2 separate regions of the Mus musculus genome follow, and region 2 is linked to region 1. A link is a contact called in public Micro-C data. All regions are on one chromosome and are shown on one strand. The core of a region is the stretch at or near the end of the contact, and the rest is flanking DNA. Distances in the headings are between cores, read along the strand shown. Region 1 has its middle 7.6 kb from the start of Gm29724. Region 2 overlaps Tmem45b (transmembrane protein 45b).

Region 1 (4,165 bases), core at 874-3,373:
GCCCGTCTCTGCCTCCCATCTCCCCACAGAAGTGCTGGGCTAACCTATGCTTCCTTTATGCATCCAGCTTTTTGTTTGTTTGTCTGTTTTTTTTTTTTTTTTTTTGTTTTTGTTTTTCCAGACAGGGTTTCTCTGTGTAGCCCTGGCTGTCCTGGAACTCACTTTGTAGACCAGGCTGGCCTCAAACTCAGAAATCCGCCTGCCTCTGCCTCTGCCTCTCAAGTGCTGTGATTAAAGGCGTGCGCCACCACGCCCTGCACATCCAGCTTTTCCTGTGTTCTGGGTGTTTGAGCTCAGGCCCTCACATTTATGTTCTAGTCTCCTTTCACTGCTGTAATAAAGCACTCCAACCAAAAGCAACTTAGGGGAGGGAAAGATTTGGTACATTTCCAGGTCACAGTTCACTGAGGGAAGTCAAGGCAGGATCTTGAAGCAGAAACCACTGAGGAATTCTGCTGCTTGCTCCCACCCAGGGTCATGATTAGCTACCCCCTTTTTATCCAGCCCAGGACCACCTGCCCTTGGATGACACCACTTAACACCGAGCCTAGCCCTCTTGCATCAGTTAACAATCCGGAGACCATCCCATGCCCACAGGCAACCAGACCTAGGCAGTTCCTCAACCTGGGCTTTCCTTTCAGATAACTATAGGCTGTCAGGTTGAGAATGAAAGCTAAGTAGGACATGCCACAAATGCTCGGGTCCACTGAACAGTCACAGTGGAATCTTTTATTTATGTTTTCTGTGTGTGCAGTATGTGCGTCCACGTGTGTGTGGATGTGGCTGTAAGCTGGAGGTTAATATCAGGTGCCTTCCTCTGTTCTCTACCTTAATTAATGTTCTGGTGTATGTGTGTGTGTGTGTGTGTGTGTGTGTGTGTGTGTGTGTGTGTGTGGTACTTGCTTGTGACTGTGTGGAAACATGTATCTCTATGCATGAATGTAGAGGACACTGGGCATCTTCCTCTACTGTCCCCTACATTTTGCCTGAGATACAGTCTCTTGCTAACGCATGTTGTCTGACCAGTGAGCTCTCAGGATCCCCCTGTCTCTGTTCCCTAGTGCTGGGGTTTCAGGTACTCACAGCCATGCCAAGCTTTTATATGGGTGCAGTAGATTTGAATTCGGATCTTCATGTTTGAAAAACAAGTTCTCTGACCCACTTAGCTATCTCCGAGCCCTCCACTTTTTTTTTTTTTTTTTTAAGTCAGGGTCTCTTACTAAACCTGTTTACAGATAGACTAGGCTGGCTGGCTAGCCATGGACATGCAGGGATCTGCCTTTCTTTGCTCTTCCCCACCACCACAGTTACAGACATATACAGATTTTTATGTAGGATCCAAATTCAGGTCCTCGTGCTTGTAAACAAACATTTTACTGACTGGGCCATCTCACCAGATCCTATATTTATATAGTTGATTAAAACAGGAAAAGCTTGGCATGGCTATACCTATAACCCAGCACTAGGAGACAGACCTTTTTTGTACAGTTCAGGATCCATTGCCTAGGGATGGATCCACCCACAATGGGGTGGACCTTTCTATATCAGTTAGCAATCAAGAAAATGCCTCACAGTGGTGTTCACAGGCCAGTAGAATCCAGGCTATCCCTCAGCTGGGACTGACTCAGATAACCCTGGACAGTGTCAAGTTGACAGCTGAAGCTAACTAGGAGGAAGGCCTCCAGGGATAAAACCACATTTCCTGAAGGGGAAGAAATTCCTCTCCAAGACTGCAACACAGAAATCCTGCCTGCTGGTCTGCCCAACAGATTTTAGACGTGACAGCCTCCACACTTATGTGAGCTGACTCTTTAACATAAATATCTCTCTGGCTACATGTATATCCTTTGGGTTCTGTCTCCCTGGAGAACCTTGACTAAATTAGGCTGCTACAGAATTAGTGTATCTGTGAATACAGTGTCAATGTCTCCAAATGATGAATGGGAGAAAGCCCAAGACAGCAGTGACATTGAAGGTATTGACATCTGATGCATAAGAATTCTTTCTCTCCCATACCCCCTTTCACTTGAGACAGGCTCTCTCTTTGTAGCACTGGATACCCTGGAACTCACTGTGTATGTTAGACTGGTCCAGACTCCCAGAGATCTACCTGCCTCCTGAGTACTGGGATTAAAGGCACCCGCCACCACACCCAGCATGAGTACGATCCAGTTCCTCAGGAATCAGGATAGAACTGACTGACTGGATAGGAAGGATTTCAGTCTGGTGTGGAGGGCAAGATATAGGAAATTGGTAATGAGTTCCCTCATGATAAAAGAGTAGAACAGAGCAGTGCTTGCTTTATTGCTTTTGTTTCTTAGTTCTTTTCTGTAAACAAGATTTCCAAAAAGATTGATCTTAAATATAAAGAATTTAGGATTTTGGTTTGTCACAGAGGAAACATCTTTTTGCTTCAGGATGAAAACCAGTTGGAACGTGTCCACACTTAGCTTCAGTTGATTTATTCTCATCAGCTTATTATATGCAAAGCTGAGCGGGCAATGGCCCATATGGTTTGATTTTGATGTCACTTAGAGGAGCTGTTCTCTTGCTTAAATTACCCGGTGGAAGAATTATATTTATTTCTAATTATAGAATATTACATTTAGATGTTTATTCCCTTAAACTTCAAGCTATTTCTCCTATCTGTCCAGTGGGCTTTCCAATCTCTCTGCATACCATGCATTTCCCAAACTCCACCCCAAATAACCATCTGCTCCCACCTCCCACCTCATGCCCCACCTCATGCCCCACACCCCGCCACCACTGTCAATACATTCTACTATTTTTTTGTTTTTTGTTTTGTTTTTTGTTTTTCAAGACAGGGTTTCTCTGTATAGCCCTGGCTGTCCTGTAGACCAGACTGGCCTCGAACTCAGAAATCCACCTGCCTCTGCCTCTGCCTTCCGAGTGCTTCTACCAGAGCTCTTATCTCTCTACACTAGACCCAATTTCCTTCTAAGTTTCTCATTTCAGTGAGTTATTCCTCCATTAGCTAGAAAGCCAAGTGTTCCCATCACCTAAATCTAACTGCTCACTAGGCTTCTGGGTCTTTCCCATCAACCTTTCTTGACTGTATTACTCCCAGATCCTTCCCTTAGCTCAGGAACTTTGGGAAGGTCATAAAACAATTGCCCGTACTGAAGGGAGAGGCTAATTAACATTCCTCAGACCACAGGGTGGGAACCTACCTTCATTCTGCCAGATGGACTGTTGCTGACCTTCAGACAAGGGAAATTTTTGCCATCACATTCCCTAAAGACCAATCAATTTAAAGGGTGCACTGTTCCACCAGTCATACTGTGCCTAGTTGCTGATGCTCTGTTCGGCCCCTGGAAACCATATAAAAATTTCCTGACCGGGCACCAGAGGGTCATGGCCTCTCCTTCAGGTCTGGGGTGACCCCAGTGCAATGGAACAATAAATTCCTGTTGCTTTTTGCATCAGCTCCATGTGGCTCACTCAGGAGGTCCCTGGTAAGCTAAGGCTCCCCAGAGTCTTACACCACCGCCTAAATCTAACTACTCACCAGGCTTCTGAGTCTTTCCCACCAACCTTTCTCAACTGTATTACTCTCCACGACCATTCCCTTACCTAAGCTCATGCCTTTCATCAGTTCTATAAGCTTGTAAGATTGGAGGGTTGGTCTCTTCTGCTTTTCTCACCAGGTAATCAGGGACATTGTCCTAAGAATAAGGCTCAAATTCCCGTTAGCATGCAAGTGTTACTTTTATGAATCTTGTGCATGTCTTCATTATTTATTTCAACACCTCCCTACCAACTTCATGTATTTTACCATTTCCTCATGTTCTCTTTACAATCTCTGCCTCCACATTCCTGGATACTTCACACTCATTAAGACCCAGGATAGTGACTAACTCCTAACATTCCATGCTTGATTTACAACTGGTGGTGCTATTTTGGGAAGTGATGTAATTTTAGGAGGTGGGGTCAAATGGGAGGAAGTAAGTCTCATATCTTGGAAAGTTATGTTTGGTCTCTGGTTCCTTCTTTTTGTTTTGTTTTGTTTTGTTTTGTTTTTGTTTTTTGTTTTGTTATTTTTCGAGACAGGGTTTCTCTGTATAGCCCTGGCTGTCCTGGGACTCACTTTGTAGACCAGGCTAGCCTCGAATTCAGAAATCCACCTGCCTCTGCCTCCTTTGGT
Region 2 (3,623 bases), core at 1,059-3,558, 430 kb before region 1:
CCCCTATCTTAATCTTGACTCTATCTCTAGGGACATTCCAGAACCCTGCTGGGACAGGGGGGGGGGGGCTAGAAACTGTTGCTGGGGAAGTCTGGAAACCACTGCTGACCCATTGTCCTTGCCTCAGGCAAGTTGGCAGCCTCTGGGGGCTGGACTTGCCTGGACTTAACCGGGTCTTGGAAACAGAGATTTAGGCCTAGTCTCCTGAACTGCTGATTTGAAACGGGTCATGGAGTCAGCCTAGCCTTCTCAGGTGTCTTCTTGTAAAGATTCTGAAGGAATGGGAGGTGATGCACCAAAAGGAAGCAGGCCTGGTTAACATATGATCTATGCTACGGACACACATGACTGACGCGGATCAGAATGAAGGCTGAGGTGTAACGGCAGCTCAGCTGCCTCAGACCCTGTCGGGCAGGGGTCTAATTCTGTTCCCCATCCTATTCACAGTCGGTTTGCTCAAGGCCTACAAGTTACCTGGAAGTCCAGGATTTTCTAACTGGCAAAGCTGCTTCCGCCATTTTAGAAGATGAAGCCATCTTGGTTTCAGAACGTCAGGATCCCCCAATGAATGACCAAAGGGCAGAGCCAGTCTAGGGCACAAACCACACATCATCAAGCCAAAAAAAAAAGGGGGGGGGGGAATCACTCTCAAGCCATAAAATCTAATGGAGTTTGCCCTGCTGAACTTGAGACCCACAGCTTTCTTCTTTATGGCCCCTCCTGCTGTGATGGTGGTGTCCACACCTATTTCAGAAGCAGATCCCTTCTGCTTTTTAAGTCTCACTGGTAGAGGAGGGCTCTGCCTCAGAAAGAATTGTATGATGAGACTTGCTCACAGCCACTTGAGGTGATGACCTGGGACTTAGCCAGTGTTGCGTTGCTGTGAAGAGACACGGAAACCAAAACAACTCTCATAAAAGAAAGCCCTTCCTTGGGACTGCTTTATAGTTTCCGAGGTTTCTTCATTCTCAGGATGGGAAGCACGGTGGCTCTCAGGCAGACATGGTGCTGAAGGAGCAGCTGGGTGTCCTTCATCTGGATCCGTAGGCAGCAGGAAGAATCTCTGGGCATAAGATAGGCTTTCTGAAACCTCAAAGCTCACCCCCAGTGACACACTCCCCTCTACAGGGCCACACCTCCTAATCTTTTCAAACAGGGCCACTCCATGGTGAGCAAATGTTCAAATCTATGAGCCTGTGAGGGCTCTCATTTCAAACCACCTCAGCGAGAGCTGGAATGGATTAAGGTTTCAATGCGGCTGGGACCAAGTGAACTCACTTTGCATGTGAGAAGGCATAAAAAGGAATCTGCGGTTGAATTAGGCAGGGCGTGATAAGGTAAAGCATTCCCAGTACCTTAGAATGCGTTATTTAACACATTGAGGCCATTGGGATGAGCTCTCAGATAATACAACTAGAGTTTGTACAACAGGAAGTTTGAACCCAGGCGCAAACAGAAAGAATACCATGTAGTAAAGACCTAGGAGAGAGACCTGTATCTATAAGCTATTGAAAGAGGTCCCAAACAGAATCAAGACTTTTATTTTGGGTTTTAGTCTTCATAACTGTAAGAAAACAAACGTCTATTGTTTGCTGCCCTCCTGACTGCGGTATTTTGTCATGGCAGGTCCAGCAGACTATACAACCAGTTTAATAGTGAAACATTCAGCAATAAAGGGGAATTATTAGGACTGGGGAATGTAGCTCAGTGACAAAGTGCTTTCCTATCCCGTGCAAAGACCTGAATTTCATCCCCAACCTGGGGGAAAGGATGGTTGGGGGGCGGGGGGAAACGACAGAATTATTCATAACTGTATTGGTTAGCTTTCTGTTGCTGTGATAAAATACCATGACCAAAAGTAATTTGGGGGAGCAAGAGTTTCTTTGGGCTTACTGTTCCAGAGGGAGAGTTCATAAAGGTGGGAGAGCAAGCAGCCACAGCAAGAACTGAAAGTTCGCCAGGCATGGTGGCGCACACCTTTAATCCCAGCACTCGGGAGGCAGAGGCAGACGAATTTCTGAGCTCGAGGCCAGCCTGGTCTACAAAGTGAGTTCCAGGACAGCCAGGGCTATAAAGAGAAACCCTGTCTCGAAAAACCAAAAAAAAAAAAAAAAAAAAGAAGAAGAAGAAGAACTGAGAGCTCGGACTTCAGCCACAGACATGAGGCAGATGGCAAACCAACTGGAAGTGGCTAGAAACTCCCAAAGCCTGCCTCCAGTGACATTCTTCCCTCTAGCCAGGCTACACCTCCTCTAAGCATTACCACCAACTGGGACAATTGGAAACCAAGCGTCCCAATACCAGAGCTTAGGGAGAGCATTTCTCGACCAACCCTACACATTCCACTCCCTGGCCCCACAGGCTCATGGCCATGTCCTAGTGCAAGATGCATTTAGTTCAACTTCAAAAGCCCCCATAGCTTCCAGATTCTCGGCCCTGTTTAAAGGTCCAATGTCTCTCTTCCGAGACTCATGGTGATCTCTTAACTGTGGTTCAGTTAAAATTAAAAAGAAAATGATGAACTTCACAACATAAGACTATACATTACCAGGGCTGGAGAGTTGATTTAGAGGTTAAGACTATACATTGCCATTTAAAAAGGAGGAACATGGGTGGGCACTGTAAGGAATTCCTGGGCCAAAACCTACCAGGGAGTCCTTTCCTCCTCCTCCCAACCTCCACCCATGGAATTTAGGTTTGTAGATTGGGGAAGGGTTAAAAAACAGAACAGGACAATGAGGCCAAGCCCAGCACTCCAGCTGTGCTGTTCTTCCTACACCCTCCCTAGACACTGAAACTGAGACAGCTGCCCGAACTATGGTGCAGGTTCCCAACTCTGCCCCTTGGAAGCGTCATCTCCTCCTGCTCCTGCCACAGGGCTCCTGCTCCTCACTCTGAAAAGATAGCTCATGCATTGACGGGAGGGTGTTGAGTGTGTCCCTCTGTGAAAACATGCTCTCGCGTCTGTTTTCCTGTTGGTGGAGCTTTCTTTCTGTTGGAAAAGTTCTGCTGAATCACCAAGTATGTTGCTGGAGTGTTTATTTAGTATTTATTTTTTTTAAAAATAAACTATAGTATACATGATATTGAGAAAAAAATAAAATTTACTAATCAAACGATTTTTTTAATGAAGCAGCCATTCCCCCTTATTTTAGAGGGTGACAGAACATTGGAAGAGGGAAACTTCAGCTGCAGAGAGGACCCCTCAGACCCTTAACCTATTGGTTATCCCAATTATTAAAGATCTCTTCTTTCTAGTTAAGTTTAGTTAACCATTGTCAGGTTTCTTCTTTACTAAGTTTGACTCATCCTATAAATTCTACCATCTGTTCCACAATGTAGCTCATCCAGAAAAGTCACCCATTCATCTGTGAATGGAAGAAGTCCTTCTCCTTCTCCTCTTCCTCCTCCTCCTCCTCCTCCCCTCCTCCCCTCCTCCTCCTCCTCCCCTCCTCCCCTCCTCCCCTCCTCCCCTCCTCCCCCTCCTCCCCTCCTCTTCCTCCTCCTCCTCCCCTCCTCCCCTCCTCCTCCTCCTCCTCCCCTCCTCCCCTCCTCCCCTCCTCCCCTCCTCCCCTCCTCCCCCTCCTCCTCCTCCTCCTCCTCCATCTCTCTCCACAGACAGA

The links. A called contact is a pair of places that touch in the nucleus more often than the background predicts.
Region 2: a Micro-C map of embryonic stem cells shows a contact between it and region 1, with 5 times the contacts expected there. The contact joins two enhancer-like sites. A contact is called at or near these places in 1 of 484 Hi-C or Micro-C datasets (embryonic stem cells) and 1 of 115 datasets of contacts at active chromatin or transcription factors (embryonic stem cells).

The regions. Positions count from the first base shown.
Region 1 is chr9:31,009,274-31,013,438 of GRCm38.p6, reverse strand. No RefSeq gene overlaps it. Among named protein-coding and RNA genes, the nearest start is that of Gm29724, 7.6 kb to the right of the region's middle. Within about 2 kb of position 2,123, at least 39 of the 459 cell types and tissues checked have an H3K27ac peak or open chromatin away from gene starts, as enhancers often do. A contact at or near this core is called in embryonic stem cells, where this site is marked.
Region 2 is chr9:31,438,191-31,441,813 of GRCm38.p6, reverse strand. All of the region lies in intron 1 of Tmem45b (transmembrane protein 45b), which reads left to right. Among named protein-coding and RNA genes, the nearest start is that of Tmem45b, 24 kb to the left of the region's middle. Within about 2 kb of position 2,308, at least 23 of the 459 cell types and tissues checked have an H3K27ac peak or open chromatin away from gene starts, as enhancers often do. A contact at or near this core is called in embryonic stem cells, where this site is marked.